Linked DNA regions of Mus musculus: region 2 is linked to region 1. Evidence: chromatin contacts called from public Hi-C data. All regions are on one chromosome and are shown on one strand. Each heading gives the region's core, a stretch centred on a gene start, on an enhancer-like site or on the middle of the called end of the contact. The rest is flanking DNA. Distances are from core to core; before and after follow the strand shown.

Region 1 (3,775 bases), core at 643-3,142:
AGTGTTAAAGGCGCACACGGGGCTCCGGTCACAAGTCCTTCTTACTGGAAATTACAAGAAAAACAACGGAAGCCCCTGCTTTAGAACACTCCTGTCAACCACCACTTACATGCAGGCCAACTTCTAAAGCTGACCAGGGCCCCGCAGGCTCTCAGGACCTTCCCGCTGACCTCTCTCTCTGCATCTCTGCTCTGCTGTGTCCTCTGGGGCCACCTACTCAGCTCACTGAGGCCTACTGTCTAGACGAGATGAAGTATGGCATCCTGCTTTGGCTGGGGAGGGGGTGTCTGGCTTGTTCCCTGAAGACTCTGAGCTGCAGCCTTTGTTTCTTACATCCCTGGAGCCTGCGGAACGCTCAGTATGCGCCCCCTCCTGACTAATCTAAATCTCTCTTGACTTAGCAAATGTTTGCGCTGTCATAATAAAATTCTTTCATTCTCTTGCAAACAATTAAATCATGTTTCGGTCTTTTTAAAAATACATTTACGGCCTGGATGAATCCGACTTCCTTAGCTTTTCCACAAGAAGGCCGGCTTTCCAAGATTTTTAATTGTGTATACTTTCCCCAAATTTCTTCATGACTAAGATGCCAAACCTCATAAATTCACTCGAGGTGAGCCCAGTGTCTCCCTCATGAGAACCACCCAGGTGCTGGTTGAGTCTGTCGACTGCTGGTTCCATTCTAAAGATTCTGGCCCAGCATTTAAGGTGGTTCCCAGGAATTGTTTAGGTCCAACAACTACTCTCACCGATCCCATTCAGGGACAGTCAGAATCTTATGTCAAGGCTGGCTAGAGAATTTGAAGCAATTTCGTCCTCCACAAGGAATTCCTTAATAGGAATGGAATAGGAAAATGAGAGAAATTCTCCATTCAAGCGCTGCTATGTTACCTCCCACAAAAGCTCAGCGAACAGTAGGCCTTCACTCAGGGATGCGTGATCAATGCGTCCATCAGATCTACTGCAGAATGTTAACAGAACCGCTCAAAAGAGACAAATTTATAAATGGCCCCATATCCAAAAAGGTTATTACAGTACAGTCAACAAGGGGAGGCTCAAGGCAACCGGAGTGAACATCACGGACGGTTGGTTATCAGAAACAAAGGCTGAGCGAAGTCAAGTTCAACACGCAAAGCCCCACCTCGTATGATTATGTGCATGTAAAGAGAAATTCGGGAGCCATGGAACTGCCCTGTGCAGAAATGGGGTAAAAGTCAGGATGGTGGTTAGGAGCTAGGGTGAGAAGTGGATGTGTGGGAATACACAGAGGCCCCAGGCTGTTCTGCAACCTGGCTAGTGGCTCTGCAGACACTCACTTGGTAGCTACCTGATCACTATAGATCTACCTATATAACTCTATATCTATATAAGTAGATCTATAGGCATAGGTAGGTATAACTATTTACCTATATAACTACATACCTATATAGATTTATCTATATCTATAGATCTACCTATATAAGACTATACCTGTATAAGTAGATCTATAGGTAGGTATAATTATATACCTATATAACTACATACCTATATAGATAGATCTATAGATATGTATATATGTAAGGTATTCACATATATTTCTCTATAGGTAATTAATAAATCACACTTCTCCTTTTCTCTCTCCCATATACAGAACACAGTATGGGTCAGAGCCTGTTTAAGTTGACACTGGATCCAGTATGTGTGGGTGGACACTTTCCCACCTATTTCTTTTATGTCTACTATGAAGACAAACCTGCTGCCAAAACCTGGCTCTTAATCTTCTGCAAGATTCATAAACCCACACAGTGATGAAGCTGGCAGATTCATGCACACACACAGAAAACATGCATGTACTTTCAGAGAGTCTCACTGAGCTGATCAGGCCAGTCTTGCCCTTGGTCTGTATCCAGGGCAGCCTTAACCTCGTGTTCCTCCCCCACCAGCCTGTGCACTGGCTGGGGCAATGGGTCTACACCATCACTCTGAGCTTATTACTCTTGAACTCGATGTTCTGCCCTGTTCCTGGTTAGCTAATACTCCATAAATCTTTTAACATCTACAACAAGCATCTACTTGTACAGCTACAATCTGACAGTCCATTATGGATAGAGAGCCAGGTAACGCCTTAATGCAAACTTTCTACTAGGTTCCTTGGAAATCACATTTTAAGGGACCCCAGAGAAAGCTTCCTGGACATGAAATTATTTTATTGAATGTGGCTTCCCTTTTCCAGGAGACTGTTTAAACAGACATTATTTCAACAGAGCAGGAGGCCATATTTGCAAGTTCAGGAAGCCATATGTTACACTCCAGAGACATGTGTAATATGTCAGCTATGAAGGCCTGCATGTGGGAAAGCCGGAGTTTAGCCTCAATGGGGGCTCCTGACACCCCTGCTCATATATCACAAAGGAGATTTTCAGTGGCTAGCCGGTAAGTCTCCTAGCTATCAAATCATTTCCAAATGACACCTACTTGCTCACAGCTCTTTCCATGGCCTCTGAAAGCTCCGACCGTCTCCATCCAGGGGAGCAAACAGAATGTCACCGTGATGAAAGCTGGGACTTTGGCAACCAACATCTGCCCTTGGCCAGACATGGCATTTTTTTTTCTTTTAATTTTGGTTTAATCATGGAAAACTGAAAAACCAGTAGAAATCCAGTGGTCACAGACATCTGGCCAACGGGTGGGCTTGAGTTTTGAAATATATCAAGCCCAAGCAAAGTAGTCCATTGGCACAGAAGTGAGCCAGGAAGAAAAAAAAGATAGTTTCTTGGGATCATTAAGAGAGATGCTGAAGCCCAAACCATTGCAAACTGAAGTGACTCTTGGATGGGTCTCCTGGAGCAGCCATCAGAGGAAGCCTATTTGAGAGATTTTGCTTAGAAAGGTTTCATTTTTCCCTCCAGTTTATGGAGAAGACCAGATTGCTTTGCCAATAAAACCAGCAAGGCAAAGGTAGAAGGCAGACAGTGTTTTTACTGGAAAGGTTTCAGAGTCACACTATCCAGAATAAAAAACAAAACAAAACAAAGAACGGCACATACTTTAAAACTCTAAGATCAGACAATAAACAGGCAGGCTTCCTGGTCCTAACTAGTTTTCTCTAAAGTTTCACTGTAATAGCCAGTACTTGGTAACGCCTACCAACTAGATGTAACGTGATCAAGAGCATACAGATGTTTGTTAGACAGATAAGAGACAAGCCCTATCATTTGTTCAGTCGTCCAACAAGTGTTTTTTTTTGGGGGGGGGGGGTTCGAGACAGGGTTTCTCTGTATAGCCCTGGCTGTCCTGGAAATCACTTTGTAGACCAGGCTGGCCTCGAACTCAGAAATCCACCTGCCTCTGCCTCCCCAGTGCTGGGATTAAAGGCGTGCGCCACCACACCCGGCCCAACAAGTGTTTATTTAGCTCCTTTTACATGAGCAGCATAGCCTTTACTGGCTTTTCTGTGACTTTACAAAGCTAAATTCTAACATCAGCAGAAGCATGCCAACAATAAGAGCTAGTGTCTCCTAAGGTGTGTGAAATGTGGAGCCAGCCCCATAGAAAGGAGAGAACTCTCAATCAGGCAAGCCTATTTCTGGACCAGATGGTGAACCAGACCATGCAGGGAGTGATGTTCAGGTAAATGAAGAAGAGTCATGGTGTAAGATGCAGTTGTATTCAGCAGATGGTGTAGTCATGGGTGGAGGATGAAGGTGCACTCAGTAGATGGTGTAGACAGGAGTTGATCCACATAAAGCCTTAAAAGACTGCTCTCTTTATCATTCATGGAAAGCCTAGATTACTA
Region 2 (3,775 bases), core at 657-3,156, 260 kb after region 1:
AGCTTAACATGAGAGATAAGAACCAGGAACAAATGGGAAGACTTGTGTTTTCTTGTCTGGATTGGGCCATGTGTCAGATAGGTAACGCAGGCTCTGTCTAAGGCAGACTGGCCAGAGGGGGGCTTTGATCCCAAGACTGGTCTTTAGGGTCTGATTATGAGGTTGAAACTTGAAATTGAGAGGCCCAGAGATGAGTCACCTGTGAGCTGTGTAAATGGCAGGATGTTTATTATTAAATCTATACCAATGGGCTTTAGTTTTTTTTTTTTCATTTATTGATTTAGTAAGGTTTAACTTTGCTTGTAAATTTGTGCTTGTTAGGAGACCGTGATAATTACTAAACTACACAAAGAAATCACAGAAAATTAATGAGGCCCAGCACACACCAGTCATCTCTACAATCCAAAGGTAGAGGCAGGAGAAGCAGGGGGTCAGAGTCATTCTTGGCTGCATAAGGACAGAGAAGTTAGCCTGACACATGATACCATGTCTCAAAAAAACAAAAACAAAAAACATTCAAGATAAGAGAAAGTAAGCCGATGATGTAAGCTGGACCGAGGCCTCTGCTCTGGATCCCAGACCCAGCCTTCCTGACTTGTGTGATGCTTATCTGAGTTCCTTGAGACATCTCAAAAGAGCAAGTCAGAGCCTGTTTCTATAATTTGCAATGGCAAAGAAAGAGCCATGTCTAGCACACTGCCCAGAATGTTGTAACCACCATGATGTTTACTCTGGAGGAGAAAAGACACAGACAGCATGAGAGCCGCACGCAAATATCTGAAGGACTGGCTATGAAGCAGCCGGTTCGGACTTGTCCGAGAGCCTCCAAGTGACAGAGAGAAAAGTGCTCTGTGTCCATTGGGTCTCCCCAAAGGTAGGGAGGACTAACTTGGGAAAGCCTGGATTCTGGATCACATCTATGTGTACACTGCACACAATTGTGCAGGCTTAGGGGTAGGACTGTGGGGGTGAAGAGCCAACCTGTCACCATCTTAGGTGTAAAAGCCTCATTATTTACTATCGGACAGGCTAGGCTCACTCCTGTTTATGGTTAAACCTCTGTTTTTTTGAAGGACTGGACCACGCCTCACATTTGAGCTTAACTACAAATGGTTATGTACTGTCTGTTCTAAAATGGCAATCATGTCTTTGCTTCACAAAAATTAATAGCCATTTCGCAATTGTACCTTTGTTGCAGAAGGGTCATTATGACTGCCTGTTGTTATGACCACCTTGCAGTCATCCTATGTTTCAGGAGGTAATTATGCATAACTACACTCATGCTCTGTTCCTATAGCCCTCTCCCTTTTTGCCTGTTAAATCCTTCATTTGAGGACTCCCTACCCCTAAACTATAAAAACCTTGTGTTTCTCACATCCAATGTTGACCTCTCAAACCCTACCTTAGGGGGTGGCAGTCTGTGTACACCAATACAAAGCTTGCTTTAAGTAATTGCTTGCTCTAATTAACTTGGCCATGATGATTTAGATTGGTGGTGTTTCTCCTTGCATCTATGAGATTACTAGGAGAGCAGTCTAATCATTAACTGCTAAAGTTTTCACTCCTGGAAAATCCACCATGTTCATCCCTCAAAGGCAGTTTTTTCCTTGGACAGGCATCCCTGGTACACACTTTAAAAAGTTCCTTTATTTTATACTGCAGTTTGAGCAGAAAGTTGTCCAATAATTTCAACCATAACTTGTCTTTGTCCTCAACACCGAGTGTGAACTCAGGGCCTTGTATAAGACTATGCAAGTGTTCTAACACAGAATGCAGCCTTGGCTAGTCTGTCATTCTTTATTACAGTAAACTCAAAAAGTTAATTCTTTTGCTTCTGGAAACCCAGCCAAATGGTACTGTGACTTTTGGAGCAGAGTAACAGTGCCACCTGTTGGGCAACGACTCTCAAGCTGATTTATTGATTTATTAATTTTTTCCAGATCTTGCCTTTTTCAGAAGGCAAAGGACATCCTATGAATTCCTATGGCATTCTCTAGCAATCTTAAAGAATTGATTATCTTACCACAGCTTGATGCAGTTCGAAGGGCTGTCCCTAAAAGGATAAAAAGCTTAAAAAACCAACCAGGCTGCCCCAACAATATTTATGTTTATAACAGCCACCCATCAGAAGTTCAGTCTTTGTGAGCATTTGGGGAAGACTGGCTTCTGAACGAAAGCATCATAGTTTCACAAACTGTCCAATGTCATCTAAACTATCTTAAAGCCACACAAAATACAAACCAAAGACAAAGAATACCAAATAACACCAGGTTGCTTTAACTCATTTGCCATCCAAAACGAAAGGATCAGCATAGCCTTTGATTAGTCAAAGATGTTTTCACTCATCCAGCAAAGAAGACAGTGCACAGACAGACACCAGCCACCTCTGCAACATCTCTTAGAAACTTCATGGACCATCTGATGTCTTGTTTTTCCGTTTATGCATGGGAACAGCAACTGAGTGTAAAACTGATTTGCTCAGGAGGGAATTGGGCTGTATCAGTGCAGTCAACCATAACTTGCCCCAGAGCAGCAAATCAAACACTCTCAGGTGCTGGGAGAGCTGGCTGTGTAGTGTGTCTGTGCCTGGGGCTCACTGTAGTGTCTCAAGAGCCTAACTGGACCTGATTCACAGTAGACTTCAATAGATATTTATCTAGTGCAGGAGTAGGGTCAAGGGCAGTGTGGCCCAGACAGGCACCAAAGGCTCTCAGACTACAGAGGGTAAACTTCTAAGAGCTGTGCTAATCCTTTGGGCTCTTCTAAGGAGCTTTAAGGGGTCTTGATGTATTTTTCTTCTTATTTTGTTTTAAGAATGTATTTTAACTGGTGATTGAAAGTGCCAGGTGTTTTTTTTTTCCTCTTTCATTTGTTTGCATATTTGGTTTTGAGGACATCAGAGTAAGGCCTGCTCTGCTCTGGTTAATGAGTACCCCAAGTTCACAGAGCAGTCAAAATAAGACAAATAATTATAAGTCCTTCGGTATACTTCTTTAGAAATATTTTTCTTTTGTTTTATTTATTTATTTTTTTTTGGGAGAGGAAGGGGTCAGAGAACAATTTGTGGAGGTTGGTTCTTTTCCACCACCATACGGTTTCTGGATACTGAACTTGGGTCTTCAGTGCCACATGCCATTACCTGCTGAGTCATCGCTCTGACCCAGCACCATCACCTTCATTTGTGAAGAACAGGAAATGGAATCTAAGAGCTGTTCACCGGCCCCCATCTCTAAGAATGGCTTAGTAGTAAACTGCAGAAAGAATATGAATGTGGGCTTCAGGTCCAGCTCTTTCTCCATGAAGACTGTGTTGGATCCCCTTTATCCCAAGTATAGGTTCCTTCACCCCACGTGACAGCAAAGGAATTTAAATGGTAACATGAATCTCCCCTTGTTTGGAAGCAGGGAGAAGATTAGTCAACAGTCTCCATGTTAAATTAAATGTGCTTTTAATTAGCTCCTCAATTCTCAAATGACAATAACTGTGAATCCCAGATCACTGGCTTAAGTTTGCAGGGAAGGAGTTGGAGCTACCACAGGACCTGTCTGCAGCCTTACTTCTGAAGCTGCGTGTGAGCGAGCTCCTCGGTGCTCTGCCAGTTCAGTCATTTTAGTGTGCATTCCTTATTGACTGTGTGATTTTGAAGAGGCTTCAAGGCTGTCCTCCAAAATGCCTGCCTACCCAGCACAGGCAGGGCGGGACCCTTCAGGAATAGAATTAGTGCCCTTTAAAAGGTTCTCCAGCTCGAAAAACAAAACAAAAACAAAAACAAACA

What was found. Hi-C and Micro-C count contacts between places; a contact is called where the count stands out from the background.
Region 2: a contact with region 1 is called in a Hi-C map of liver, with 2.1 times the contacts expected there. The contact joins two enhancer-like sites. A contact is called at or near these places in 7 of 484 Hi-C or Micro-C datasets (bone marrow-derived macrophages, embryonic fibroblasts, embryonic stem cells and 2 more) and 1 of 115 datasets of contacts at active chromatin or transcription factors (fibro-adipogenic progenitors).

Annotation. Positions count from the first base shown.
Region 1 is chr15:10,635,114-10,638,888 of GRCm38.p6, forward strand. All of the region lies in intron 2 of Rai14 (retinoic acid induced 14), which reads right to left. Among named protein-coding and RNA genes, the nearest start is that of Gm10389, 37 kb to the left of the region's middle. Within about 2 kb of position 1,893, at least 5 of the 459 cell types and tissues checked have an H3K27ac peak or open chromatin away from gene starts, as enhancers often do. A contact at or near this core is called in liver, where this site is marked.
Region 2 is chr15:10,899,410-10,903,184 of GRCm38.p6, forward strand. No RefSeq gene overlaps it. Among named protein-coding and RNA genes, the nearest start is that of C1qtnf3, 51 kb to the right of the region's middle. Within about 2 kb of position 1,907, at least 17 of the 459 cell types and tissues checked have an H3K27ac peak or open chromatin away from gene starts, as enhancers often do. A contact at or near this core is called in liver, where this site is marked.